2 separate regions of the Mus musculus genome follow, and region 2 is linked to region 1. Evidence: chromatin contacts called from public promoter capture Hi-C data. All regions are on one chromosome and are shown on one strand. Each heading gives the region's core, a stretch centred on a gene start, on an enhancer-like site or on the middle of the called end of the contact. The rest is flanking DNA. Distances are from core to core; before and after follow the strand shown.

Region 1 (5,680 bases), core at 2,514-5,013:
GTAATTTTTTGGAGGAGTTATGTCTTGGCTCTTTTTGTTTCTTATGTTAACTTCTTGGGATTTTTGCATCTGGTGTTATTTCTTTGTTTAAAAAAAATAAAACCAGCTGTCATATGTACCAGAAGATTGCCTTATTTGGCACCAATGGGAAGGGCAGCCCTTGGTCCTGTGGAGGCTCCGTGCCCCAGTGTAGGGGAATGCTAGGGTGGTGAGGGGGGAGTGGGTGGATGGGTAGGGGAGCACCCTAATAGAATCGGGGGGGGGGGGAAGAGGATAGGATCTGATAGGGGGTTTGTGGAGGGGAAATTGGGAAGTGGGATTACATTCGAAAGGTAAATAAAGTAACCAATCAAAAATCAGCTATCTTCTTTCAGCTGAGCTATTTGCAATGTTTATATCATATTCAAGTCACATCAAATTTTTACTTTTCTCATTTTTATTAGATTTTTCAGAATTTCATACAATGTATTTTCTCATAGCCTCCACAGCTCCTCTCAGACTCATCCCAATTTAATGTCCTTTTTCTTTTGTTAACATATCAAGTATAGCTCATGCTGTCCATATAGTCTTGGATGTATGGATCTCACTGGAGGGTGGTCTACTCACCAGGGGCTGCACCCTTAAGGAAAAGTGACTCTCTGTCCCCAGCAGCTACTAACTCTCTCTATAGCTCCTTAGCTAGGCCTGGGACTTTGAGCTCACTTCCCCTCTTCATTAAGAAAGTTTGTCTGACCTGATCCTGCACAGGCCTTGGGCATGCTGTCTTTTTTTTTTTTTTTCTATTTCAAATGCAGCTTTAATGAGGAATGAGTGCCTTTGTTAATACATTTATAATTATAATTATAATTATAATACAATCTGAGATAAAATGCAACAAAGAGCATAGTTTTAAAATTAATGTTTTACAAATTAACATTTCTACAACCATGAAAGTTTAAAAAACAAAACTTTAAAGTTTAACAGTTTGTGAATTTAATATAAATACATAAAAAGGTTTTCTTAAGGCAATGCATTGCCAAAAAAGTTTAAATCACATAGAATTGCACCTATGCTCTTAGATGATGGCCAGTCAGAAGCCTCTAATATCTTTCAATGGAGAGTGCTCATTCTAGTTGTGCTCCAAGAAGTTAGAGCTAGAAGTTAACTAGCTTTGACCTGCAGTTAGTAGACTGTCAATAGTCATCTAACAACCAAGTAATTATGTCATCTCGTTACACAAGGCTCAGATTCTTCGCTCTTAGCTTCACACATATACTACAAAATGATAACTAAACGTCCCAATGCAAGGGAAAATACTACAAAATTTAATTGTTGTAGACCTTATATGAAAACCTTTATTTTGAAAGTTGTGCCTTCAGGAATAACACCATGCTAATGACTACATTCCTTGAGGTTACAATGCTCAACCACACAGTAGAGGCACTGAATGTTTGAAGGAGAGACAAATAAAGGCTTTGATGACCTTTGGAAGAGTGAGGAGAGCGGGGCAATCAGCACTTCTCTACTGCTCTGGACTGGAAAGGCTCTTCAATTCAGAGCACTAGCATAGGTCTACAGAATAAGTGGGAGAAGTGGGGCCAGTCTCAGCTTTACATCTGAGACTTCCAAGTTGCTCTGAGGCAGCTCTAAGGCACAGTTCCCAGTGCTCTGTTCTTCAACACTGGAGACTCCTTACCTAACCTGCTTTGTTATCTGTCACCTAAAGTATAGCTTGAAAGGTCTATGAAAATGAAACAATCTACCAGCCATATGTGTTTTACAGACATGGATTCTAGTTTACACACAACCCTGAGATTCAGGCACCCCTTTCTCCTGGACTCCTAGGAGAGTGGACCCCACACTCAGTTTTGAGGAAGATGACATGTTTGGGTGTTCCCCTAAGCAGTGGTCTGTTTCTTGGTTAGCTGCTTTGGTTGACAGGAATATAAGGAATTGTCTCAAATGCCTGACCACAGTGCAGCTACAAGACTAGGAAATGTTTAATCCAAAGTAGGGTTCTGAAGAGACAGGAACATTTTAGTCAGAGTGAGAAAAATATGTCTTAAAAGGGAAAGGAAAAAAATAGATAAGGAAATAGAGAAAGATATTAATACTTTAGTAATAAAAGGGAACTGAATATAACCTTCCTACCTTTCTGGGATGTTCCTTACAGTAAAAATAAATAAATAAATAAAATTAAATCAAATTTTCTCTTACTATGCGTCTGTATTAGATTAACAGGTGCTTTACATAAAGAGGTGGGAAGGCCCTTAAAGCACTTGATGGGAAGTTTCTCTCTGAAATGGGCTAACGGCAGGAAAAAGCAGGGAAAGCTCACTCAAAGAGATCCCGAAAAACGCGCTGACTTATGGCTATGTATGCTTCCTTCTCTTCTGGTGTCATCTGGGCTACCAGCTCTGGCCGCTGGCTAACTTCACTGAAGGAAAATGGACAGCCAGCCACCATAACAATGGGGTCACCTGCTACTTCCTCAAGCTCTTCGTCTTCCTCATCTTCATGGTGATGAGGAGGAGCCGCAGCTGCTGGCCGGGGTGGAAAGCCGTCGTCCGACTCACTGGTCTCACTCTCAGAGTCACTGTTATTAGCAGCCCTCGCCAGAGCCTCTGCTCCCACCGAGCCAGCTGTGGTCGCCGAAGAAGTCTTTTTCTCATGAATACGTAGAACGCGCATGACCGCCTCATTGTCATCAGGCCCTGCGTGGGCTTGCTTGTGCTCCTGAACTGTGTCCACATCCATGCCACCTTCCTTCATCTCTTCAGAACTGTACGCCCCTGGGACCGTGCTCTCTCTCAACCAAACGGGTCTCTGTTTGGCAGCTTTCCCTTCCAGCGAGGTGCGATGCATAACATCTTGGTCATCCATGTTGATGACAACATTCTGAGTATACAAGTCCTCATAGGAGGGGGCTTTGTTGGTCTGCGCCTCCCGGTGACATCCACCTGCCAGGCCAGCAGCTCCAGAAGCAGTTGCTGCTCGGTCCTTGCTCAGCTTCAGGGCTGGGATTGCCGTGGGTTCTGGTTCAAGTATTTCATAGGCCAAGTTGACATCCTCTGTCTCTCGAAGCAATGCATAAATGGGCTCAATTTGTTCATTAAATCTTGCCAAAAGCACGCGGGCATCTTTTTTGGGCATTGCTGGTTCATTTTCTTCTACCTCTGTGTGGCAAAAGGTGCAGCAGAAAGTTCCTATCGTGGGTTCAAACAGCCTATTAGCATCTAGGTCAGTGAACGTGCTGCAGCAGACAGGACATTTGAAGGAAGCCCGACTGGTGGAATTTCTCTCATCCATTTCAATCCTCCTTCTCATGTGGTCCAGCTTATATTTCACTACATTAACAAGAGTGCGGTAATTGATGAAGTAGTAGTTATGGCGGGTGGTCTTCCCATCTGCAGCAGTCTCTACCCTCATTCTGCATTTGACGAACTTGTCTCCCTTTAAAGTATTCAAAACGGATCGAAGTTGCTTCCGATCAAACTTGAGCAGCTCCAGCATGTCCTCTTCTTTTACACAGGGGTTCCGGATCAAGATGTCCAAGGCCAACACATGCTCAATGCCATAAAAGCCCCTGACGACATACTTGGCTAGCCGCTTCAATGCCGCCGGAACTTCAGTGAGAACATCTGGGTCTGCCATCTTCAACAATAAGCTTCACCTTCCAAGTCTGTAGTCCAGCTCTCCAACAACGGCCAGCAGCAGCTGTGAAAGGAAATCCAAGGATCTAGCAGATGCTCTGTCCTACAAGGCAAACAGGGAAAGACTAGAGAATCTTCCTTCTTCCAATGTCCTTATATAGGTCTTCAGCAGAAGATGTGGCCTAGATTAAAGGTGTGCGCCACCACGCCCAGATCTGGGATTTGCTTTGTACCAGATGACCTTGAACTCAGTGATCTCCTTACCTCAGTCTCCTGGGATTAAAGGCATGTGCCCACATGAGGCTTTATTACAGGAAAGCCAGAGCTCTGGGGATGACTCATATCCCACGCAGGGGTAAAGGAGTCGACCTTGAGGGGAAAGGGGTCCCAATTTTTATAGGCCCTCAGCGGGGAAAGGAGAAGGGGGGGTGTAGGGGATTTCCAGATCTAAACAATGTCTATTCTCAAGAAATGGGTATGGGAGGGGTACAAGGAAAGAGTCTGGTGCAGGTGTAGCAACTCCGGATTGGCCCGGCTGTGGTTGCTGGAGAGATTTTTCGATTCTATCCTAGCAACCAGTATCACAAACACCTGGCAGTGAGGTGCAGCAGTGGGCACACACCTGGGTTCAAGAACGGTCAGAACATTGGCAGACACACGGGTTCAAGGAGCGGCCAGAGCATTGGGCACCTCTATTTTTCTAAATCAGTGAAGCTACTTCTACTATCAATGAAATCTATTTTGCCAATTTCAGGCCTTCTGTGACCTTTTACATTCTGTCAGGATCTTTCAGATTGTAGTTCATTCCAGATATAGTCAAGTTGACCAACCTTTTTTAAGACAAGATCTCCCCTTGGCCTGGAAACCCTAGGCTAAGGCTGTCAGGTTAGCAAACATCAGGGATTGGGGCATGCTGTCTTATCTATTGTGAACCCATTATGTACAACTGTGTGTCTGTGTCCAGAAATCTGTGTTTCCTTGTAATTATCCACTACCTATTGCTTTTTTTTTTTGAGTTGTTTTTATTTTTAATTTTATATTTATTTATTTATTTTTGGTTTTTGTAAGTTTGTATGTTTTTGAGACAGGATTTCTCTGTATAGCCCTGGCTTTTCTGGAACTCTCTCTGTAGACTAGGCTGGCCTCGAACTCAGAATCTGTCTGCTTCTGCCTCCTGAGTGCTGGGGTTAAAGGTGTGCGCCACCACTGCCCGGCTTATTTATTTATTTTACACTCCATATTTTATTCCCACCCTCTGACTGTCCCACCTTCCATACCTCCTCCCCATCTCCCTGTTTCCACGTGGATGTCCCCACCCCTAATCCCCCTGACATCTAAACTCCCTGGGGCCTCCAGTCTCTTGAGGGTTAGGTGCATCATCTCTGAATGAACACAGATCTGGCAGTCCTCTACTGCATGTGTGTTGGGGGCCTCATATGAGCTGGTGTATGCTGTCTTTTTGGTGGTCTAGTGTTTGAGAGATCTTGGGGGTCCAGATTAATTGAGACTACTGGTTCTCCTACAAGATTACCCTTCTCCTCAGCTTCTTTCAGCCTTCCATAATTCAACAACAAAGGTCAGCTATTTCTACCCATTGGTTGGGTGCAAATATCTGCATCTGACTCTTTCAGCTGCTTGTTGGGTCTTCTGGAGTTCTTTGGCCAAGCTAGGTCCCTTTTTGTGGGTGCTCCATAGCTTCAGGTCTTAGGATCTCCCTTTGCGCTAGATCCCACTTTGGGCTTGTTGCTGGACCTTCTTTTCCTCAGGATCCTCTCCATTTCCACCCCTGTAATTCTTTCAGACTGGAACAATTATGGGTCAGAGTTGTGATTGTGGGATGGCCCCCCTCTCCCTCATTTGATGTCCTGTCTTCCCGCTGGAGGTGCGCTCTATAAGTTCCCTCTCCCTACAGTTGGGCATTTCATCTAAGTTCCCTCCCTTTGATTCCTGAGATTCTCTCACCTCCTAGGTCTTTGGTGCATTCTGGAGCCCCCACCCCCAACCTCATTTCTCCCAAGGTTGCCTGTGTCCATTCTTTCTTCTGGTCC
Region 2 (5,463 bases), core at 2,438-4,937, 300 kb before region 1:
CTCAGCTACACAGAGAATTTGGGGACAGTCTGAACTACGTGTGTGTGTGTGTGTGTGTGTGTGTGTGTGTGAGAGAGAGAGAGAGAGAGAGAGAGAGAGAGAGAGAGATTGAGAGAAGCAGATAGCAGATGAGGAATAGATCATTAATGGAGTAACATCCCTATGTCTGGCCTTGACACACAGCCGCACTGCAGGGGGAACTACAAAATGAAGCACTGGTTTGGGGTTTTAGGCACTGAAGCTATCTACCAGTATGAAGATGTCTACCAGGAACACAGAGTTCAAAACTCTGTCAGGCTTTGGCCAAAATGAACCATGGCTCAAGGTGCACGAGTGTTTAGAGGGCTTCAGAAGCAATGATTTTCAGGTTAGATTTAAACCAGATAAAGAGCTGGGAAGCAGCAGGGATTGGGTAGAGGTCAGCAGTGGATGAGGACTGAAGTCTGGGCCCCAGCTGGGGGCAGATCGGCTAACATGTCTGTCACTTGACTTGGTAACTGATACTCACAGCTTTGTTTGGAAGGCTCAGCGCTAGGTAAATGGCCAAACGCCAGGGGAGCCTGGGTGGTCCAAAGCCCTCTGGTGGAAGCAGCCTGCTTAATCAATCCTGCAAATCTCTGCGCTTTCCTTTTTCCATGAGCACAGCATTGCACAAGTTCCCTGGCACCAGGCTCCAGCCTCGAGCATTACACAGATCATACAGTCCAGTGTCTGCCTAGCTTGAGACACACACCTTGCACATCTCACCACACTGCCTATTCCGTGTCAACTGTTTTAGGGCTGGGATTCCATGAGTGACAGAGTTTCTGTAGAAGCCTAGAGAAATTTAATCTCTTAGCTTCTGAATCAAAAGGCCTTTTGAACTTATATGTTTTTAGAGCTCAAAACATCTTAACTGCTGTTTGGCCTTACCAAATACTTTTCATAAAATCAGGCATGGTGGCACAAGTTTTAATTCCAGTACCCTGGACATAGAGACAATAGGATCCGAAATTCAAAGTCACCTCAGCTAAATAGTTCAAAGCCATCCTGGGCTTCATGAGACCCTGTTTCAAAACAACAACAGCAGCAAAGTATTTTGCAAATAGATACTGACTTTTGATCATAACAAACCCATGAAAGCATTGGGGCTCACTTAACACCAAGGTTCAAAAGTAGTGAATCAGCCAAGATGTAGGAGGCTGAAACAGGACTTTGATTTTTTTTGTAACAGACCTGGAGATTCTTAAAAAAAAAATAAGAGTGTGTAGGGTGGAGTGTATGCTTATGCACAAAGCCTTGGGTCCACACACACACACACACACACACACACACACACACACTATCATGATTGGCCTCTTTCCCATTTCTGAGAGGTGAGTGAGGTGAGATCCCTAGCTATCGTCCTGGCAGTGAGACCCATTCCAGAGTGTGTGTTCCTCCTGGAAGTAGAAAGAGAGGATCCGGGACAAATCCAGACAAGTCCAGGGGTATGTAGGTGGAAATTCTCAGGAAGCCTGAAGCTGGTAGGGCTGAGGTGATGTGACTAAAAGATTCTGCCAGGAAGACCAAGTGATGTTACCACATCCATACGGGTGCTCTCAGTGGTTGGTCCAAGCTCTTGCTCCTGGCTAAACTGTCTGTCCTGTTCCTGACACCAATGTGGGTTTAAGGTAGATGCCCAGAAGCCAGACCCCCACTTGTATTTGTGATTGGGGGGGGGGGGGTCTGAGGTCTGTTGAAGTTCCACTGCCCCCCTCCCCACGGGGCTCAGGCCCTAGGCCAGGGCTCAACAGACACAAGCAGTAAGATGGGGTTGCCCTTCTATTGGTCCAAGTCCTGAGCGTAGCCTGGTTGAGTCATGGAGGTGAGCAGGCCCACGAGGCTCAGCAGTGTGGAAAAGAGCAGCAGGAAGGAGGCTGCGAAGAGCAGAGCAGGCAGGGCACTGAGCACAAGCAGCAGGATTGCTGGCAGCAGGTGGCTCCACATCACAGCCACCACGGGCCATAGCGAGCTCAGCAGGTAGGAGCCCGTGGTGAAGAGTGCGTGACATAGCATCAGTGCCAGCAGCAGGTAGAGTGTCCCCTCCAGACCCCACAGCATCCGCTGTAGTGGTTGCCGCCAGCCTGATGTATTCCACCACTGGGTCCAGCTCCGAGGTATGTGGCATACCCACCAGCGCACCCAGTCCTGACGGATGATCCAGGCTGACCAGGGCACTGCCCGCTGGGGCCCCTCGCCAGCCCCGATGATATCCGACTCCACTCGTGGCTGCTGCATCACGGCTGGTGCACCTGTGGACAGGGCCAGGCCAGCTGCAGGGGGCAGCCCTTAAGATGCCCAGGACCTCTGGATAGGTGGGCATGCAGGGGTCAGGGGGATACCAGCATGGGCAGGATTGGACTTTGAACTGGGGCCTAGGACTTACCTTTGGGCAGAGCCACCTAAGTCATGGTGCTTCCTGTTGTGTCTAGGCTGGCCTGGCAGCCAGATCCCAGTCTCTCCCTCGCCTGCCCCACCATCCCCAGAGGAGTGCATTATGACCCGGACTGGGGTGGGGCTCAGCCAAGAGAGGAGCTACTGCATAGTGTGAGAGTCACTTATGTCCTTTACTTAATGGTCCCTCCAGGCTAGCAGGAGAGCCCAGCAAGCCTACCATTCTTCTTCTTGTAGGAAGCCTTCCCCACACCTGTCCCTCCTTGATGGCTGCTTCCAACCCCATGGCTGGAGTTGGTTGCTGTAACTACCCTTTTCTCTGCCTTCTCTTAATGCCCTAAGCTTCAGGCAAAGGTAATATGCCTTTGACAGTTCTCAAATGTCCACATTGTGGAACTAGAAGGCCCTGAGGTTCAAGCTGAATATGATGGAGTATTCTGTCCTTATCACACAACCTTACCCTCATGTAGCTCAGGATGGAAGAGAAGAAATCTGAGAGAGCAGATTGGATGTTGTATTTTCAGAAGGCATTCAGCTTTAGGAGGGCCCTCAGGCCCAAGGATGGATACAGAAAGCTAGGCCCAGCATGGCTAAGGGTATACCAGAGCCTCCCAAGAACAGGCGCAGGCCCAGGAACAGCAGGAGCAGCGCATCCTGCAGGCTGAGCAGTCCCGAGGCCATCTTTGTTGGAGAGAGGGGAGCTGCTTGCTGTCCTGGGCCTTCACCAGCCCCCTGGCTCTGACCCATTGGGAGAAGTCTGTGTCGTGGCAGGTTGGCACCTGTGGGCCTGTGGAGAGAGAAGATGGCAGCTCGAGGCAATTGCTCATTTGTGTTTGTGACACCTATCTGACAGGTGGCACTTACCCATAGAGCAGGTCAAAAACAAGGAAGCTGGTCAGCAACAGGAGCAGCAGGGCTAGGCCAGCCGTTGAGAAGATGGTTCGAATTGTCACTCCTAGTGCCCCCAGCCCTAGGATACTGTCCAGGAGCTGGGCCTGGCTGAAGTCCCAGGGGGGGCACATGACTCGCTGACCCTACTCAGTCCCTCTCCAGGATCCAGACCCCTGGGAAGGAGTGGGATGGCTTTAGAAGGGCAAGGGTGAGCTGAGCTGGGTCCTAGAGGTTATTAGGAAGACCTAGTGCTAAGAGATTAGGGATCAGGGAAGAGAGGAGGGCCTTGGCAGACACTCAAGGGTTAGCTCTGTGAGTAAGGAACTAAGCTTTTTGGGGATCTCCCTCCCCCCACTCCCACCCCACATCTTCACCAACTCTCCTCACCTCCTCCCACTTGGGTGACCATTCTAGATTTGGACACTCTGGGGCATTGTGACCTATTATCAGGGAGGACCTTGAATTAAGGACAGGACAACAGTTTGCTTTGCCTCATAAGCACTGGTGGCCTAGGTGGGGCTCAGTAACAAATCAGTGTTTTCTGAGAACTAAGACTCAACTCACCCACTCACCTTGCCAGTAATTCTCTGCACCAGGGACTTCCCACCAGTCTTGGGATGTCAGGAAAGCATGCTAACACAACAGCTGCTTGGACTTCTGCATCTTCCAGAACATTCTCCAGACTCTGTGTTTAGGATGTCATTCAGTCATTCAATTTTTCTATGTCCGGTTCTCTTCCCTGAAAGTGGGGTGAGGGCTGTGGGGCTTTGTTTGTTTGGTTGTTTGGTTGGTTGGTTTGGTTTTTTTCGAGACAGGGTTTCTCTGTGTAGCCCTGGCTGTCCTGGAACTCACTTTGTAGACCAGGCTGGCCTCAAACTCAGAAATCTGCCTGCCTCTGCCTCCTGCCTCCCGAGTGCTGGGATTGAAGGCGTGTGCCACCAAGCCCAGCTGGCTGTGGGGCTTGATGGTAGTGGGAAAACATGTTTGCAACTCTGGGATGCTGAATAGACTTTTCTAGAGTGCAACCTAGGCCATGGGGCAGGGGTGGGGGTGGGGACAAGAGGATGCTATTTGGATGTTTTACGCACTACAGTTTTAGGAGGTATTATGGTTTCAGCAATGGGACAGAGAGCTGGACATGGTGGCATATATTTTAATTTCAGTGCTCAGAAGGCTGAGGCAGAAATACTGTGAGTTTAAGGCCAAACTGGACTATATAGCTGGATGTTGCCTGGAAAATTAAAGAAAGAAAAGAGAAGAGAAGAGAAGAGAAGAGAAGAGAAGAGAAGAGAAGAGAAGAGAAGAGAAGAGAAGAGAAGAGAAGAGAAGGAAAAGAAAAAGAGGTCTTGAATCTAAGAGTCCTACAACATCATGACCTCAAATTGTTTTGAAACAGGCTTTCTTCATGTGTTCCAGGCTAACCTTGAACTCACCATGTAACGCAGATGCCCTATAACTCTTAGTGATTCTCCACCTCATCCTCTTGAATGCTAGGATTGCAGGCAGGCCCCACTGTGCCTCAAGTAAGATCCTAGTGGAAAGTTAAGTCTACCCTTAAGAATGAGACTAAGGAATGATTATGGCATAAGTGGATTGGTCATCATTACTGCTTATGATTATTCAATGAGAATAAACCTCCTGCCACTGAATCAATGGTCAAGGCAGCTACAGAGCTACTAAGTACATGGTCAGTCTGGTGACAAAAGACAAGAGTAGAAATGACATAAATTTAAATATTAATTGTACCTTGGAGAAAACTGAAGGGGTTGGGTAGGGGAGACACGGACAATATAGTGCCCAGGAAAAGGAGAGATTGAGAGAAAATGATAGAAAGACCATTAAGCTGCTTCCCAGGACACCCCACCCAAAGATCCAGGGCAGGTGATCTTGACATGTTTGGTGTTGATGGACTTGGCGGAACTTAGAGCAGGTGTCATTTGTCCTTAATGTCACTCAGCAGTTAGTTGCCCTTCCACTGTCTTTTGTTTGCTTGGGAGCTGTGTTTCTGACTACTGGTACATAGGCTATAAAGGGGATCCTGTTTTTTTGTCTAAGTAATTGTCTTTGTAAATGAGAAAATTAGCATTCAGGTTTAAATTGCCAGTTCCGCTAGTCTGCTCATTTCTGGTGCAGCCACAAGATTGTATCCCTGGACTA

What was found. Promoter capture Hi-C pulls out the DNA fragments that hold promoters and counts their contacts.
Region 2: a promoter capture Hi-C map of stem cell-derived epiblast-like cells shows a contact between it and region 1, with 2.4 times the contacts expected there. The contact joins the promoter of 1700020A23Rik here to the promoter of AU015228 in region 1. A contact is called at or near these places in 4 of 39 promoter capture datasets (the SN4741 cell line, embryonic stem cells, liver and 1 more).

The regions. Positions count from the first base shown.
Region 1 is chr2:130,098,477-130,104,156 of GRCm38.p6, reverse strand. AU015228 (expressed sequence AU015228) reads right to left here and starts at 3,763. Exons shown (of 1, transcript NM_001033197.2): 1 at 782-3,763. The coding sequence starts at 3,633. The coding sequence ends at 2,314.
Region 2 is chr2:130,403,520-130,408,982 of GRCm38.p6, reverse strand. 1700020A23Rik (RIKEN cDNA 1700020A23 gene) reads right to left here and starts at 3,687. Exons shown (of 2, transcript NM_001163483.1): 1 at 3,280-3,687; 2 at 2,909-3,202. The coding sequence starts at 3,437. The coding sequence ends at 2,965. Tmem239 (transmembrane 239) reads right to left here and starts at 2,461. Exons shown (of 2, transcript NM_025753.3): 1 at 2,408-2,461; 2 at 1,189-2,273. The coding sequence starts at 2,259. The coding sequence ends at 1,804.